3 separate regions of the Sus scrofa genome follow, and all the other regions are linked to region 2. The links are chromatin contacts, called in public HiChIP or PLAC-seq maps. All regions are on one chromosome and are shown on one strand. Each heading gives the region's core, a stretch centred on a gene start, on an enhancer-like site or on the middle of the called end of the contact. The rest is flanking DNA. Distances are from core to core; before and after follow the strand shown.

Region 1 (3,266 bases), core at 198-2,697, 270 kb before region 2:
ACAACAGCTGGAAGTGAGCATGTGTGAATGGAGAACACAGATCTGAGGCCTGGTACAAAAGGCTGCACAATCTCTGCCCAGATCAGAGTGCTGATTAGAAATTGTTTCCTGGTCCTGGCTTAATAGAGTGTGATAATGAAAGGCTGGTTTTTTTTTTGTTTTGTTTTGTTTTGTTTTTTTTAATTCTTCCCGCAAAAACCATTGGTAGATTTCTTCCAAACCCGCTCTTCCCTTTCAGCCCCCAAATCTTCTGGGCTTTTATATGTAACAGGCCCATCTTTCTTAAGAATATAGTTTAAAACAAAACTTTGTTTCACAAGCTACTTTTCACAGACAAAATTTAAGTTTTTGAGTTCTCCCAAATTTTAAAAGACTCTCTACTGGGGCATGTCACACAGGGTGTCATTATTTTTTGTTTAAGGATCTGTGACACAGAGATACACACAGGAGCACGCGCACACACACACACACACACACATAACCATGAGAGTTCAATAAAAGTGGGAACTACATCTCATCTTTTTAATTCCACCATTTGTAGTGATTAGCACGCAGTGGACCCTCTAGATGTATGACAAAGGAACACAGAAGTGAACTATTTATTCTTATCCCCTTATTATATTCCTGAGACGTAAAGGTTGATTCCTACACAAACATTTAATAATATCGCCTCTTTCTTCAACCATTTTCACATATAAAGTAGCAGATTTTTTTGTTATATCTTTAGGTTTGTTTACACAACAAGAATTTCTGAAAAAAAAGAGATGAGTAATTTCTTTAAAAGATATGGTAACTTAACCTAGTAGAGAGAGAGATTTGACTGCGTGGTGAATATGGTCACTTCAATCCATAAGACCCTTTATGACTGATATTCATTGAGCTGAAATGCACATAAACAGATGCAGATACAATCTCAAATTCCTGTGTGGGATCCCCATACTTGCTGACATGGCTCTGAAACCACCAGAATGATGCCACATGATTACTGAAAGGACATGGGTTATGACTCATTTATGTTGTTTTGGTTTTACCATACACTCTATCTTCCCTTGCACTGCTCTGGATTTTGCTAACTCCTTTAGTTCTGGATTTTGCTAACTCCTCTAGTTTCTGCACCAAATGAGCATCTCTTTAGCTCAAGTAGAAGGTGGCCTTTCCTTTAGCAAATAATATCCTGAGTTGGGCAAAAACCCACCTGGCTGTGCAGTCTGAGACAAGCAGAGGCTGGTGAAATTGACTTCTAAAGCAGACATGGGTCGTCTGCCTACATCCTTCTATAGCAACTCTAGATGTTATTCCAAACAAGCCATGGGACAGATTGTTTTTCAGAACAGACCGAATCCATTTGCCGTTTCAAAATTCTATAAACAGAGTATTAAGGAATTCAATTCCCACAGCAACTACATGGGCGTTGGCTTCAGTTTTATGGGAGTTTCTGCCAAACTCACATATTTGTAGAACTATTGGTTTAGAATGTCCTTTGCAACTCAGAGCAGGAGGGATCATTGCTGTGATCTCAGTTCACTTTAAGGACTGGGGCTGACTGGTGACAGGTATACATGATAAATGTTCCAGAAGCCTGACCTAATTTCCCTTAAAGTGAGTGTTGCTAAGAACATTCCCTCCAACTGTCAGCTTGCAACCAAGGATTCAAACCTGCCAGGGTCCATTCTTCTTAGCGAGTTATTACCACTGCTTTGAAAGTCCACTCAAAAGGAGCTATTTCTGCCTCACTTATCAAGCTTCTCCAGACTTATTTGTGCATTTAAATAAGTTATATATCTAACTTAAAATAAGTAATTACAAAACATACTCAGTTTCATAGTTTTTAGCTGTTTGTGATCAGAAAAGCAAAACATTCTAGGCTGAATACCAACCAAGGTGAACCTGAAATGTATTTGTCTTTTCTTTTGTAAAGGGATCAATACAGTAACATGTTCATTCATCTTGTCCTTCAAAAATTACATTTGCAAGGTATTATTGACATATCACAAGGTAGGAGGGACAGTATTATAGAAATGAGAATCCCAAATGTCCTAAGCCCCAGTTTACTCAGCTGTGAAATGGCACTCATGGCTATACCTACCTCATAAATGTGTTGCTAAGAGTAATGAGAATGCACTTAAAATGCCTAGCCAAGAACCTAGAAAACAGAATGTGTTCAAAAGATGATAGCTATTGTCATAAATAATAAATACATTCTTTATATCTGAGATATCAAATCAGCAAAGTTTTCAAAGATAAAACAGGTAGAAATGATTGTTCTTTTCATATGGAAGAGTAAATAATGTCAGTATCCACATAAAAGTTGTATGCATAAATAAAAATGATGATGTCATTTTATTGGAATGAATTTTTGAGTGAAAATGAAATTATGTTCTAAAGCAAGTAACACAAAACTCAATAAAAGCAAATCTCTATTTCTTAGGTTTGTCCAAAGTGAGACAAAACAGTACTTAGTCTCCAAACTGTCTTTAAAAAATTGAGTGCAAATTTTAGGAATTTGATATTCATTAATATAGTTATACATAGTATTTATAAAAATACAATTATTTATAATACCTAAAATACTTTTAAATACAGATCTATTCAATAAATGCACATTTAACCATCTGTGTGTGTCAAGCATTATTCTAGATACGGGGATACACATTTTTGTTTCATATTTTTGGGGTGATACTTATAGATACTCCATCAAGAAATGGACCCTGCGTCATTTTTTTCAGCAGACCAAGTTTTATCCAATTTTTCAATAAACACTATATAGGAATATCTAGAGAAAGGGAAAATTTAAAATGGTGCACTTATTTTTTTTTAAGAATTTGGTTTGCTAAAAATTCTTATTGGTAACTTGGAGTTCTGTCGTGGCTCAGCTGTTAAGGAACCTGACTAGCATCCATGAGGACACAGGTTTGATCCCTGGCCTCGCTTAGTGGGTTAAGGATCTAACGTTGCTGTGAGCTGTGGTGTAGGTTGCAGATGCAGCTCAGATCCAGCATTGCTGTGGCTCTGGTGTAGGCTGGTGGCTACAGCTCCAACTGGACTCCTAGCCTGGGAATCTTCGTATGCCACAGTGCAGCCCTAAAAAATTTCTTACTGGAAACTAAATGTAAGCTGCAGGGTCTAGGAAACAGGTATTTAGAAATCTAAATTTGTTTTTCAGATGAAAACTATTTAAACCTTTAAGAAATATTAAAATACTTTGAATGGTATAAAGATGCCTACAAAATAAGCAATATTAACATCAAATATAGAAATACCTTTTG
Region 2 (3,391 bases), core at 323-2,822:
TCCATTGCTCTCTTTCTCCTTTGGTCTCTTTCCTTCTTGGTGTTCCCTACCTCCTGTAGTTATGAGTTAATAAAAACATGTCCCTATTTTTAAAAAGATCCATAAAGTTGATGCTAAATTTGAGAGTTAATGTTGCAACTAAACTCTCCTGGAGCCACATCTTTTCTGTCTGTAATGCCAGCAACCATTTGTCCTTAAAAACTTACTATAATGATTCTTTCAAGGCCTTTGAGAAAATGTAATAAACAACTAATTGGAAAAAAAAGTAAAACCCAACTCTCACTTATTTTACTTTCTCAGATCAAGGAAACGGACTTCAAGCAAAATAATCAACTTTATGTAGTTTATTTTTAAACTCCTCTATTTTCAGTAGCTCATTTTCTTCCTTAACTAAGTCACACCGCTTTGTTCGAGTTCACATCTACCTCTCCCACGTGTCCCCACTAACCGACTCAGTGATTCGCACCCAGCGAGACCGAAGGAGTGGAAACCGTCCTGAAAGGAGCCCTGCCGGCATTTGGTCCCAGGGTAAAGCGCTCCATTTCAGAAGTTCTGAGAAAAGTGTCTTCTTCCGAAACTACCAGTGGAGCAAATCATTTACCTAATTCATTCAAGAGCCTCCATAGGAAGGACTTTGGAGCCTGATGATCCTCATAATTCGGTACTAATGAAAACCCCTTTGGCCCTTCGCTTTCGGCCCCGCGAGAGACGGCATCCGCTCCCAGGACGAGAAGAGCGGGCCTGGCTCGCGGCGGCCCCTCCCCATCTAACCCCAGATGGCACAACCCGAGAGCACAGCGACGACGGCGGCGACTCCAGACGCCGCCCGTGCCACCGTCCTATCCGCCACTGTGCCACTCTCGCCCCCTCTCCTCCAGCGCGGGCCCCTCCCGCTTTCCCTTCCTTCTCACCCTCCCCAGGGCTTTTTATGGGGGTAAGAGGTAAATTGGGAATATTTCCTCTGTCGCGAAACATTCTCCTTCCTCAGCCATCTCCCACTCGGGCGGATTGGAATTAAAATCCGGTAATTCAACTTTGCTGCGAAAACTCGGGTTCCTGGGGAGGGGCCGGAGGGAAGGAAGACCCCGCGGTGAATGCGCAGCCCTAGGAGGCTCCCATCCCGCCTCGCTGCCGCCCGGCGGGGAGGATGAAAGCCGAAGGCCGGGGAGGGGCTGCGCGCTCCCCCGAGGGGGCTAGGGTTTGGGGCGGAGGAGGCCGAGGCTAGGTGGCGAGTGCGGGGCCGGGGCTTCAGGGCTCGCGGGTACCCGGACCCTCTTCCCAGGCTGCGCGCTCCCGGCCCTGCAGGTGCACCCCCTCCGCCCCCTTGCAAGCCCCTCCAAGAAAACCGCCTTCCGGCCCAAGTTCGGTCCTTGGAGGCTTTGAACGTGGCCTTTCAGAAGTTTTTAAAGCTGCTCCGCCCCGCGCAGCATTCAAGGGTCACACTCCCCTCCATCCCTCCACCCGCGCTACAGCTGCAGCACCAGGGGGTGCAGGGAAGGAGTGGGGCGGGGTGTGGGGGGAGGCCGTCGGCAGGCCGAGGCTCAGGGGTCCAAGCACCGCCCAGAAGCGCCAAGCTCGGCCTAGAGCGCTTGGAGATCCGCTCCCGAGCCCAACCTCTGAGGAAGCACAGGCAGACAGCTCCTGCACCGCGCCAGCCACGGGGGGGTGGGGGTGGGGGTGGGGGAGAGGGGAGGGGAGGGGCAGTGGGGAGAGGAAGAGAGACCGGGCGGGGGAAGGGCACAACCACATTACCAGGGTTCCTGTGCTGAGCTGCAGCCAAGGGACTATTTAAACTGGCCTTGAGGGGAGGCAGCTGGTGACCCGCGTCCTCGCCCTCCAAGTTCCCCGCGAATCAGGGCGCCACCTACAGGCAAGTTTCGGATAGCAGGAGGGAGAAAGGGAGACAGCCCGTCAAGGAAAGCCACCCAGGGGAGCAGGACCCTGTTTTCTCCAGGGCCATCTCCCGCTCCTGAGTCTGAGTTCTGAGCTCCAGAGTTATGGATCTACTGGCAGCAGCAAGAGTTCTGAGGGCACTGAGAATGAGCTTTTAGGGAATGAGGAATTGAGGTAGTAAATACAGGAGTTGGAGGATTCATGGACCAAAGTCCCTCTTCTAGGCTGGTCTTAGAAAATGCAGCTTGTTTCGCTGAGAAGAGTGGCTGTGTGGCCGTGGACAAGTTGCTTGATCTTTCCAATCCTTGGTTTCTTCATCCCTTAAAAGAGGTATAGTGGTGCCTGCCTGACAGGGTCTTTTCTAGAATTAAACGAGATAATGTAGATGAGAAACTGCAGGTGCCTTCTAGAGGGAGATTTCATCGATTTCTAATATGGAAAAACTGTCTTTTAACCTAGGAAATCTAACTTATAAGACTTTGTCTAGCTTCTTTCTGTTTGTTGAAGATTAGGGCCTTTGAAGAGGATAGAGAGAGTCAAAGAGGTGTGAGTGTCTGATTAGGATAGAAGGACCAGTTAGTGGAAGTTTTGACAACTGCTCTCTAGCTAACCCCCTTCTTATAGACATATAATAACATATTATATTTATGCATCACTTAGTATTGCTATTTACTATTACCTCATTTAATTTTATCACTTATATGGCATATGTTTTTCCCATATTGAAGATGTGAAAACAAAGACGTGGGGATACAAGCCATAGCTGGTACCTTTTTTTTTTTTTCTTTAAAGAAAATTTCCAACTTAGCAGCTCTAGATCTGTATTTCAGAATCTACCTTTGACATCAATTTATTAAGCACCTACTATGTGCTTGGTTATATATATTAGGAATTTCACATGTGATTCTCAGGTCTCATGTGATTCTCATATCATGTCTGTGAAGCAGGACTTCAAGATCTCCCTTCACAGAAGAGGAGAGCTCGGTTCAGGGAGACCCAGGGCATCATTTAATGTCCTACAGAGAAGTGGTGGAGCCAGGTCATGAGGAGCCCTGATCTTCCGACTATACATCCACGAACCTTCTACTGCACCAAAACTGAGCATATTCCCAACTAGCTTTGGGGCACACATACAAGTTTGGGAAAGGTCACCTGGAGAAGTGGACACCTTGATGGTTTCTCCATGTTGAAGGTGTAGTAAATGACGGCGTCTAGAACCTTTAGTAATGGTAGAGTATTACAGTGTTTCCTAATGAAATATTGACCATGGGAGAAGTGGGCAGGGGTGCAATGGAGAAGCCAAGGAATGAGTTGATCTGTATACTTTTATAAATATGAATAACATTTATTTAATGATGGAACCCACCAAATCTCATTACAACAAATACTCTTGTAGAATTCCCATTATGGCACAGCAGAAATGAATCCAACTAGGAACCATGAGGTTGTGGGTTCGATCCCTGGCCTTGCTCAGTGGTTTAAGGATCCAGCATTGCTG
Region 3 (3,269 bases), core at 333-2,832, 380 kb before region 2:
AGCAATCATCCAATATAAAGCCACTGTCCCCAGCTCCCCCCTTCTCACTGAACTTGACCACGTGAGCCAAAAGTACAGCAGGAAACGTTCTTCTATTTTAAAGCATTTGAGGCAGTTATTCAAATTCATCGGTTAAGGATTTGAAGATAGAGCAAAATAAGCAATAAACTTGAACAATTTTACGGGAGGTACTGAATAGGAGATGTTCATTCCAGGTGCCCTGTACCTGCCAGTTTCAGCAGAAACAGCAGAAGCGGGAAATTCAAGAGTTAACTTTCCCCCTCCCCTCTCTGCTTCCCCTCTCCTCCCAGCTGCCTCCTCTGAGGCTGTACTTTCCGTGACCCTGCTTTGGTGTAAGGAAGGCTTTAGATGCAATGCAGTTTAACCCACGCTGTCGACACAGCAATAAACTAAAACCCTTTACGGAGAAAGCAAATGGACCCAAGGAAGCAAATCTATCTCCTTCATAAGCACCTGCTCATAGTGTTACAAACAAAGATGAATAGTTATAAATTAGGCATCTGGAGATTACACACCCAGGCACAGGCACAAAATAGCTCAGAGAATTTTTTCAAACACCGTGTTGAGAACCTCAAAGAGAAAATACTTTCTGTACTTCAATCAGGACAATACACAATCATGTTCTCACTGGGAAATCAGGGAGTCGTTTCTTCCAGAACTTCATCGAATTCTACTTCACACCTCTCTAAGTATCTCTCTGTCTACTACCTTTGCCTTCCAAGCATTTCTCCATTTCTCACTTAACAGCAGCCATTTCTAAACTTTTAAAAGAGATTGTTTTTTTCTCCTTGGCCTATACTAGCACAAAACACAACTATCCGTGGAAAAGCAAACTCGAGATGTCCCGGCATACTCCTTTCCCCGTTGCCTACCTCCAAACACGACAATCCTTTCTCAGACATCCCTTCCCATCCCTCGGGGGCCAGCTAACGAACACCTCCTTCTGCACCATCACCAGCAACTTAACAGGGCTCAGGAACCCTTTCTCTTCCTCTTAGAAAGTCGGCCAGGTTCCTGTGGCCCTATAACAAGTACAGAAGAGTGGCTGGTCCCCCCCACTCCCGGCACGCACTCTGATGTCACCCCAACCAGAGCGCACTTGCCAGATTCGCTGGGGGCCTACTTCTGTCTGCTTGCACGCAGAGAGACACGAACTTTTAAGCGGGGGAAGCACACGCTACCTAGCCCTGGGGAAGTTTTCCTCCCACAGCAAAAGGAGCTCTGGCACAGAAGCCCTCCTCTTCAATACGAGAAGCAAAAATTGCAGACACTGTTTTCCACGATTCCCGAGAGCTCTGTGGCTGAAGGGCCGGGATGGGTGAGGGTGGGGAGGAAAGGGGACCGAACAGGGACTGGGAAAAGCAGCCTGTTGTGCCCAAGACAAGTTACAATGCACCTGATGAATAAAACAAGCTGCACCACATACAGAAAAGATGAGAGCGGCCCACCTGTGTCTGTTGAGGGATATTTACAAAGCTTGGATCCCGTGGTCCAACACTGACGAATCGGTTTGCGGGGGAGGTGCTGGGTGTCGAGTAGGCTGTGAAGGGAAGGGACACATGCGTTCAGGAAGCAGCACGAGATTGCACACACAAACAACACCAAAAACACACAGTCTCCGAGCCTACGCAGCTGATTAACAAGGAAATGTGCAAACGCTGGGCTAGCAGAGGGATCTGGCTAGCAGGGGCATTTTAGACAGTCAAAAAGGGAAGGGGTGTTGGATTCCAAAGACTGTTGGAATAAAACGATGTCAAACTGGTGCTCAGAGGGGCTCTTCTCTCCTTCCCTCACACCAATGAGAACATGCAGGGTACTGCAAAGTATACTTTCTGAGTTAAACATGAGCTCGGGGGTCAGAAAGAGAAATCCTAGTCTTTAAAAGCACAGGAGAAAGAAATTAGGTAGAAAGGTAAGGAAAGCAGTTCATTTTACAACTTTGATTTCACACTATGACCCTCCTAAAGATCAGGAAACGTTCCTGTGCCTCTCTCTAAACTATGGAAAGGAGTCTTTTTTTAATTTTTAATTTTTTTTTTTTTTTTGCTTTTTTTAGGGCTGCACCCGTGGCACATGGACGTTCCCGGGCTAGGGGCCAAATTGGATCTGCAGCTGCCAGCCTACACCACAGTCAGAGCAATGCAGGATCCAAGCTGCGTCTGCCACTTACGCCGCAGCTTGTGGCAATGCCAGATCCTCAACTTACCAGGGATCGAACCCACATCCCCATGGACACTGGTCGGGCTTGTAACCTGCTGAGCCACAATGGGAACTCCCTGGAAGAGGAGTCTCTATAGAAGGAATTGGGTTCTCCAGAAAAGGGGTGGAAAACCACCTAGAGCAGCTGTTTTTACAGGCTTGGTGGAGTGTCTAGAATTTTATGATGCACAAAATGTGCTTACAGTATTAACAAGTTTTCTCACCCTAGAACCCTTCCATTCAGGCACAAACCATCAAGATCTCATGTAAACCCAGAACCTCAGGGACCACACTTCAGCCTACCATTCTTTCCACAGCACATGAATGTTTCTGTGGTTGGTTTTTATATTTAAGAGCTTCACTGTAGTTTAGTGAGAAAAAATTCTGTGGCTTTGGTGTTTCCCTGGCTCATAAATCCAAATGAGCATTTCGTTTTTGGGTGTCCTTCCATCCATGTCTTTACCACAAAGTCCTAGGATTTATCCACATTCTTTCTTTACTAGGAGTTTTAGATAGACTATTGCTTCATTTCAAATTTCTTAACAATATCTGTAAAAAGCCTACATGTTCTGCCCTAATGCACCATCTAAGAGATGAAAAGGATTTGCATTTCTTAAAAACACAGATAATTGAGAGAATAACACCAAATCTCTTTGCCAGACTCCCCCACCCCCCACTTTTGACATCATCTATTTCTCTTCCTTTCATCTTCTGTCTCGTACAGCATGGCTCAGACTTCTTGCTTCCCTTGTTAACGACGTCTAGAGATCAAATTCCCACCAATCTGGCCCAGTCCTACTGGTCATCTGTGGTCAGAGCGAAGTCACCCACATAGAGCTGTGACGGTCATGCGGTGTGGCTGTGTGAAGTCAGCATGGAACAGAGGAGGAATGAGAAGGTCCTCTCACGTCTCTTAATAACCTTCTTTTAAATTTTTTGGTCTTCTGTCTTTTTTAGGGCCCTTTATATGGCACATGGAGGTTCCCAGGCTAGGGGTCGAGTCAGAGCTGTAGCTGCCGGCCTATGCCACAGCCACAGCAATGCCAGAT

Evidence for each region. HiChIP or PLAC-seq counts read pairs in DNA pulled down with a chosen protein or histone mark.
Region 1: an H3K27ac HiChIP or PLAC-seq map of skeletal muscle shows a contact between it and region 2. The contact joins two enhancer-like sites. A contact is called at or near these places in 4 of 47 Hi-C or Micro-C datasets (embryonic fibroblasts, liver and skeletal muscle) and 2 of 2 datasets of contacts at active chromatin or transcription factors (alveolar macrophages and skeletal muscle).
Region 3: a contact with region 2 is called in an H3K27ac HiChIP or PLAC-seq map of skeletal muscle. The contact joins two enhancer-like sites. A contact is called at or near these places in 2 of 2 datasets of contacts at active chromatin or transcription factors (alveolar macrophages and skeletal muscle).

Annotation. Positions count from the first base shown.
Region 1 is chr6:150,983,439-150,986,704 of Sscrofa11.1, forward strand. All of the region lies in intron 3 of NFIA (nuclear factor 1 A-type), which reads right to left. Among named protein-coding and RNA genes, the nearest start is that of NFIA, 240 kb to the right of the region's middle. Within about 2 kb of position 1,448, at least 29 of the 83 cell types and tissues checked have an H3K27ac peak or open chromatin away from gene starts, as enhancers often do. A contact at or near this core is called in liver and skeletal muscle, where this site is marked.
Region 2 is chr6:151,250,374-151,253,764 of Sscrofa11.1, forward strand. It overlaps LOC106507659 (a long non-coding RNA gene), which reads left to right. Exons shown (of 2, transcript XR_002345466.1): 2 at 301-1,033. Among named protein-coding and RNA genes, the nearest start is that of NFIA, 22 kb to the left of the region's middle. Within about 2 kb of position 1,573, at least 41 of the 83 cell types and tissues checked have an H3K27ac peak or open chromatin away from gene starts, as enhancers often do. A contact at or near this core is called in liver and skeletal muscle, where this site is marked.
Region 3 is chr6:150,866,694-150,869,962 of Sscrofa11.1, forward strand. NFIA (nuclear factor 1 A-type) reads right to left here. Exons shown (of 11, transcript XM_021097780.1): 10 at 1,470-1,561. Among named protein-coding and RNA genes, the nearest start is that of TM2D1, 250 kb to the left of the region's middle. Within about 2 kb of position 1,583, at least 21 of the 83 cell types and tissues checked have an H3K27ac peak or open chromatin away from gene starts, as enhancers often do. A contact at or near this core is called in skeletal muscle, where this site is marked.